Regions from separate parts of the Mus musculus genome. Here region 1 is linked to region 2. The links are chromatin contacts, called in public promoter capture Hi-C maps. All regions are on one chromosome and are shown on one strand. Each heading gives the region's core, a stretch centred on a gene start, on an enhancer-like site or on the middle of the called end of the contact. The rest is flanking DNA. Distances are from core to core; before and after follow the strand shown.

The links. Promoter capture Hi-C pulls out the DNA fragments that hold promoters and counts their contacts.
Region 1: a contact with region 2 is called in a promoter capture Hi-C map of the 3T3-L1 cell line, with 3 times the contacts expected there. The contact joins the promoter of Hoxaas2 here to the enhancer-like site in region 2. A contact is called at or near these places in 5 of 39 promoter capture datasets (the 3T3-L1 cell line, the C10 cell line, the HPC-7 cell line and 2 more), 2 of 115 datasets of contacts at active chromatin or transcription factors (astrocytes and craniofacial prominence) and 1 of 9 other capture datasets (embryonic stem cells).

The regions. Positions count from the first base shown.
Region 1 is chr6:52,164,403-52,167,603 of GRCm38.p6, reverse strand. Hoxaas2 (Hoxa cluster antisense RNA 2) reads right to left here and starts at 1,930. Exons shown (of 3, transcript NR_131182.1): 1 at 1,617-1,930. It overlaps Hoxa2 (homeobox A2), which reads left to right and starts at 2,773. Exons shown (of 2, transcript NM_010451.2): 1 at 2,773-3,201. The coding sequence starts at 2,960.
Region 2 is chr6:51,332,829-51,336,130 of GRCm38.p6, reverse strand. No RefSeq gene overlaps it. Among named protein-coding and RNA genes, the nearest start is that of Gm32479, 26 kb to the right of the region's middle. Within about 2 kb of position 1,975, at least 66 of the 459 cell types and tissues checked have an H3K27ac peak or open chromatin away from gene starts, as enhancers often do. A contact at or near this core is called in craniofacial prominence, where this site is marked.

The DNA.
Region 1 (3,201 bases), core at 681-3,180, 830 kb before region 2:
TATTGAAACCGTGCAGATAACACTAGTCTTTTTATGTAAGCATTTTAAAAAACATGCACAAAATTACCTGAGAAAATAAGGGACAGCATCAAGGGGAAGAGGTGTGTGTGGGGTCTCCCCCTGAAAACCTTCCAGAGATAATCAGCATTTGAACCTATGCCTACAAACCTTCCCTTTGGCTTCCTCCTTGCCTCAGGGCAGAGATTGTACCACAGAGCCTCTCCTTCTCTTGCCAGTCAAGGCATTCATTTTGGCTTTCAAAGAAAAAATAAATTCACCTCACGCTCAGCTTCCTGGATATTAAAAAAGAAATAGTTATTAAAATATCTCCAGAATTAAAGTAATAGATTGGGGAAAGATCTGAATGCTGGAGCAGTCTCAGAAAAGGGTTTTCTTCCAGATGGCTTTTGAATTAAGGCAGCTGAGGAAGGCAAAAAGCTTTTTCACCCACGCAGCCTGACAAAGCCCAATGCTGTGGGCAGCCCTGCTTTCTAACTTTCCTCTGTCTCTCAATGCTTTCTGGTAAAAGCAAATGCCCAAAGCCACCACCCTTCCATCTGCAAAGCACCTTCCCTGAAAGCAGCCTTAGAGCCCTCTCTACGGCCAAACCCCGATCTTTAAAAAGACAAAATTTCCCTGTTTACTTGCGTTTCCTGCCCTCCTCTTTGCTGGGCCACATTTGAGCTTGGAAAAAGCTTGAAGCTGAGATGTGTTCTTAAGGGCCAGAAGCTGTCAGGGCTTTTGGTGAGCAAGATTGATCACACCCAGACTTCCTTCAGAGCTTTGTTTGGAATAAAAGCAAGAAAACTGGAAAAACCCTTACATTTTCCAAAATAGCATCTCTATCTGCAAGGTAATGCTCAGAGCTGGTCAAGGCTGGAGACCACTTTAGAGCCAAACCCCCTAACTGCTAGCTAGCCTCAGAGATGGAGTTCTGCCCTTGCTCCTTGGTCAGCCTTTCTTGTTTTCTGCATAGTATTTTCTCCCCCACCAACCTTTCTCTCCTTGGCCATCAGAATGATTTATTTTCCTGCCACTGATGCCTGCCGGCCTGGGGCATTCTGATCACTTGGTCCATTTCAAAGGAAAAAAAAAAAAAAAACCAACCCCAGAATCTCCATCCATCCTTAGGGTTTGAGGGAGAGAAGGTACCTTCATTAGATCTCTCTCTCTCTCTCTCTCTCTCTCTCTCTCTCTCTCTCTTCTGGTATGGTGATTTTTTTATTTTAAGTTCTTGCTTGGTATCTAAAGGTGTTGTCTTTTGAATCCTTCAGCCCTGTCCAGCACTCAGTCCGAAGTCCTGCCTCAGAACTGGAGGAAAGAGAATGAAAGGAGAAGTAGAAGGATATAACTCCTCCTTGAGATGCCCTCTCCTCTGCAGTGCTGTTCCCACAACATAACCAGGGTGCGATTCTCCCTGGTGCCCAAGAGCAGGATGGTGTGGGAGGCAATTCAGGCTGCCAAGAAATACTCGCTTCATCTGAACCAACCAGTCCCCAACCAGAGTGACAAGGACTCGAAGAAGAGTAGGAGGGAAAGAGGGACCAAGAAACAAGAGTCCTTTCCCTCCCTGCTGACAAGTTCCAGCACTCTTCCTGGAAGTCGGAAATACTCACCGCACCCGAGCCCTACGGGTATGAAACCCAGAGTGCCAGGAGCCGCACGAGCCTGCTCGGGACGGCATTGTTTTGGCTGGCCGCCGCCCAGGCTACGGGGATTTGGACACAAGGACCTGGGGCTGCTGTCTCTCTTGGCACATGCATCTATCTTTCTCCAGCCACTCCTGAGAAGTTGATGGCGAAGGAAGATCAGCAGGCTTCGAGAGCCGCCTCTCGTTTTCCGCTGCCCGCAGGAGTCAGATGCAAAGCTGCCGTGGAAAAGCCGGCTAACAATGGGCCAGGGGCGCAGGTCCCGGGCTGGACATTAAGAGGAGGCGAGAGGCTGGGGGGGAGGAGAAGGGGACAGGATAGAGTGGGGTGGGGGAAGGAGAGAGGAAAAAAGGAAAGGAGAAAGGAGAGGAGAGAGGGAGGGAGCGAGGAGAGAGAGGGAGAGAGAGAGGGAGAGAGAGAGAGAGAAGAATGAATATGAATCGGTTCTGAGAACTGATTTTGGAAAAAGAGGAGGAAGAGGAAAGGTGAACCCCAATATTCATTCTCTCTCTCTCTCTCTCTCTCTCTCTCTCTCTCTCTCTCTCTCTCCCTCTCTCCCTCTCTCCCTCTCTCCTCTCTCTCTCCCACTCTGCTCCTTTCTCTTGCCTTAGCAGAACTTATGTGGCTGAGATGCAGGGCCCTGGGGTGTCAAAACTTTGAAGATTAATGGATTACTTTGTTAATGACTGCAGGCGTCAGGCTGAGGTGCTTAAATGATTTGTGAGGTGCGAGGCGTCTTCCCGACAGTCCCAAACAATGCGCGGAGTGTGCGGGGGAGGCAGAGGGCAGCCACTGGCGGGACGGCAGCAGGGCTCACACGCACACACTCACACACACACTCCAGGGAGCACACTAGATCCTTGCAGATCAGGAGGCAAACAGGCACTCTCGCCCCCCACGCACTCCCGGGGCATTGCCATCCACACCCACATATATGTATTTTTGCCCTGAAAAAAAGTGTAAATAAAGCCTCGATGGCCCCCAATGAGGCGTTCCTTTCTGACTTTTTTGGATCAATCAAACAGACAGTGGCTTCTTTTGATTAAAGCCCAAATTGTCATTGGGCAGAAGCAATCATGTGACAGCCAATTCGGTCCAATTTCAACCTTGTCTCCATGAATTCAATAGTTTAATAGTAGCGCGGTCCCCATACGGCTGTAATCAGTGAATTAGAAAAAAAACACCCCAGCAGCGATCTTCTATGATAGATTTTTTTTTCCTTCGCGCTCGCCTTTTTCCTGGGCCTTGCCCCCCCAAAGCCCCTCCAAAAGAGGGAACTTTTCCTCCGAGGGGGCTCCAAGGAGAAGGCCATGAATTACGAATTTGAGCGAGAGATTGGTTTTATCAATAGCCAGCCGTCGCTCGCTGAGTGCCTGACATCTTTTCCCCCTGTCGCTGATACATTTCAAAGTTCATCAATCAAGACCTCGACGCTTTCACACTCGACACTGATTCCTCCTCCTTTTGAGCAGACCATTCCCAGCCTGAACCCGGGCAGTCACCCTCGCCACGGCGCTGGCGTTGGCGGCCGCCCCAAGTCGAGCCCCGCGGG
Region 2 (3,302 bases), core at 726-3,225:
AGGAGGGAATGAAGTCCTGGGTCAGTATGCATTATTTCACATGGACATGACCCATGTCAAGGACCCCAGTGCCTCAGACCCACGGGAATGAGAAAACCGAGCTTGGGTGAAGATCAGAGGGAGGGCAAAGCCCTCCTCAGGGCCCAGCTGTAAATGCTAACTGTGTGTGCAGAAAATGTCCACTAAGGCTTTCTCCCTATGGAAGTTTAGAACCTGAAGAGATTGCTCCTCCAAAGGCTGCTCCTACGGAGATTAGCCACCCACCTCCATGTTTACTTTCGTGTAATAATCCCACCTCCTGGTTCAGCTGTATGCAATAACTCTGCTTCCCAGTCCAATTGTATATACTATACACTCTAGGGTGCCCTGGCTTCTCCGACAGAGAGCCCAGCCATGCAATCTCAGCCTTCTGTGTCTGTCCTTTGTTCATTCCCCTTTGCCTTGAGTTAGCGTTCCAGAAACCAAGCCATGCAAGGACAGGGCAACCTTTGGAGACAATGTGGCAGGCGTGATACAGTGACGTGAGTGGTCAGCTTGGAGCCAGAGGGTCAGGACTCCTAGCCACAGTCTGCAGAAACAGAGGGACTGGAGAGTAAGCAGCCTGCTGATGTTGTCATCCACTGCTCCTCTGTCCACAGAGCCGCCTGAGAGAACGGAGTGTGCTGGATACTGTACTGTGTAATCCATGCATTATCTCATGTGGCTGGCCCAGCACTCTAGACTGCATAGTCATCTTCCCAATATATACATTTAAAGATGAAGAAAAGTCTCCCCTCTGTACTCTCCTTTGCAACCACACCCTTTGGTCTTTAGGTCTTCTTCCCAGGGTTCCCGACTTCTGAAGGCATTTATGATTTATGGCCTCTGCAATCTCAGGGGTGCACAAATGGGAAAGCAACCCAAATGTAATTTCGGAGACGGAAGAGTGGTGAGAGATATTGAATTCACCCGATTCCCCTCCTTGGGTGTGGCTGGGGCTCTTCCAGATGTCCCCTGTCACCACTCTAGGCCTCTTTACTTTGGCTTGCAGCATGCCTGGGGCATGCTGGGAGATCCATAGTGTTTGTAGAGACCGCTGACTCTGAAGTGGCCACTCAGACACTAATAACAGAAGCAGGGAGCTGGGGAGATGGCTCCTCGGGTAAAGAGCTTCCTGGGCAAGCTCGGGGACCTGAGATCTGATCCCCGACATCCACTTAAGAAGCAGTGTGTGGTGACGCATGTCTGCAATCCCTGGGCTGGGAAGGCAGAAGGAGGAGGGTTTAGGGGCTTGAGCTCTAGTTAGTCTACCCCAACGGTGAGCTCCAGTTTCCCTGAGAGACCCCATCTCGAAAAGTAAAACTGAAGGTGATTTAAGACACCTGAGACACACACACACACACACACACACACACACACACACACACACACACACGCACAGCAGGATCATTCATGGTCTCTGTCTTGTGTCTGTGTGAACCTGACACTCTCTCTCCATGGGGATCCTGAGATTTCCATTTCTACATCTGACTAACCAATGGGAGCTGGGAGCAGTAACTGCAAACACAGAACAGCCAAAACAAACAGCAAGCAAGCAAGCAAGCAACAAGCAAGCAAGCAAGCAAACAAACAAACAAACCTATGTGTACTGGGAGTAGGAAGGGAAGGGAGCCGGGCAGAAAATATCCCTGCATTTGTTAGAAGGAACTTAGTGCCTTCTTCCGGAGCTGATGTAAATTCTGCTGTTCACAGCACAAAGGCATTTCTTTCCACTTCTTGCTTGCTGTAAGCAAGGTTAGAGACCAGAGCTGAAAATGCCTTAGTGTTAAACTACTGCCTGACACAATGAAACAAAGGCAGTGTTTAGCTCTCCCTTTTCAACATAGGAGCATCTGTTGCTATGTTAAAAAAAAACAAATGCTGTGGGAAGCCTAGTCCCAAGGGGACAGTTTGGATAGTGGGCTCCGCTCCTCCCGCCCCCAGAACAAGACCAGCCAACAACAACAGGAGCCTGACAGCTGGAATCCATTCTGGATGTCTACACTGAGCATTCACCCGTGATTAGATTTGTTTCCACAATGGTCCCAAACTCATAACATGCACTTAAAATCAAGACCCCCTTCCCAATCCCCTTAAATAAAACCTAGTCTGTGAGTCATTACTCTTTATCCAGTTCAAACTTGGTGGCTTGAAGAAGCAACCACTAAGTGCAACATGAGCCCAGCAGTGAAGTCTCCGAGGCGGGCTCACACACCACAGCCTCTGATAAACATCGAGAAGTGGGCGTTGGGATGGGAGGTTCTTGAGGAAGAGCTCTAATTGTGTAAATGTTCATACTCTTTGGCCCTGGATGTAATCAAGTGATCTTTGTGCCTTCCAGATTTTTTTTTCTTTTTTGTTAATCAAGGTGATGTGGATGATTTTTTTAACTTACATTTTAAAAACTTACATTTCATTGATTTATTGTGTGTGGTGGAGGAGGGCTCATGCACACATGTGTGCACGCGTGGAGGTCAGAGAACAACATGTGGGTGTTGGCTTTTTCCTCCCACCACGTGGGGTCTGGGGCTCAGACTCAGGTCACCCAACAGGCTTGACGGTCATTTCCCATACCCACTGAGCCATCTCACCAACTCCAGGTTAAATTTGACATAAAGTCACAGTAAGAATGATTTTGCTTTCCCAGGGCCACTCAGGTCACATTCAGGAGAGGGGACATATGGGACAAGGAGTAAGAACACCTCCACAGGGAAGGTGGATGGAGCGGTGGATGGTAAGGTCTTTCAGGTTTAGAAGAGCAGGTTCCTGCACAGAACTGAGTTTTGCCCCAGGCTTGTCCTGCTGCTGAGAAATCAGAGATCCCGTCTCTGCACAGACACGGGGGAAATAGAAACTGTACATTTGCTCCGGGGCTTTTCCTCAACTCTCCGAGCCTGGATAAACACAGAACTGCATTTCTTGGACTCAGACCCATCTGGAGTAAGGAAGCGTCCTGCTGCATTGGCTAGACATCAACCAGCGGCCACAGGCGAACGAGCAAAAAGAATGGCCTCTTATCCACGGTGGGAAAGAAATGGTGTGCAGGATTCGAGGTCACTCCACAGTGCTGGGAACACGCCAGTCAATCCGGGCGAAAGCCTCTCCTGCTTTTCCTGTCATACTACCTCTGTAGGCCAAATGTCACCGTTTAGAACCAGCCTGAAATCTTACTTGAAAGCCAAGAAGACAGATGCTAAGTGGATCCTTGTGTTTTGCCAAATCCAGATTGCTTCACAGCTTGTCCTTGTGATGTTCCCACCACTGACTGGACTCCTCTGGGGCTT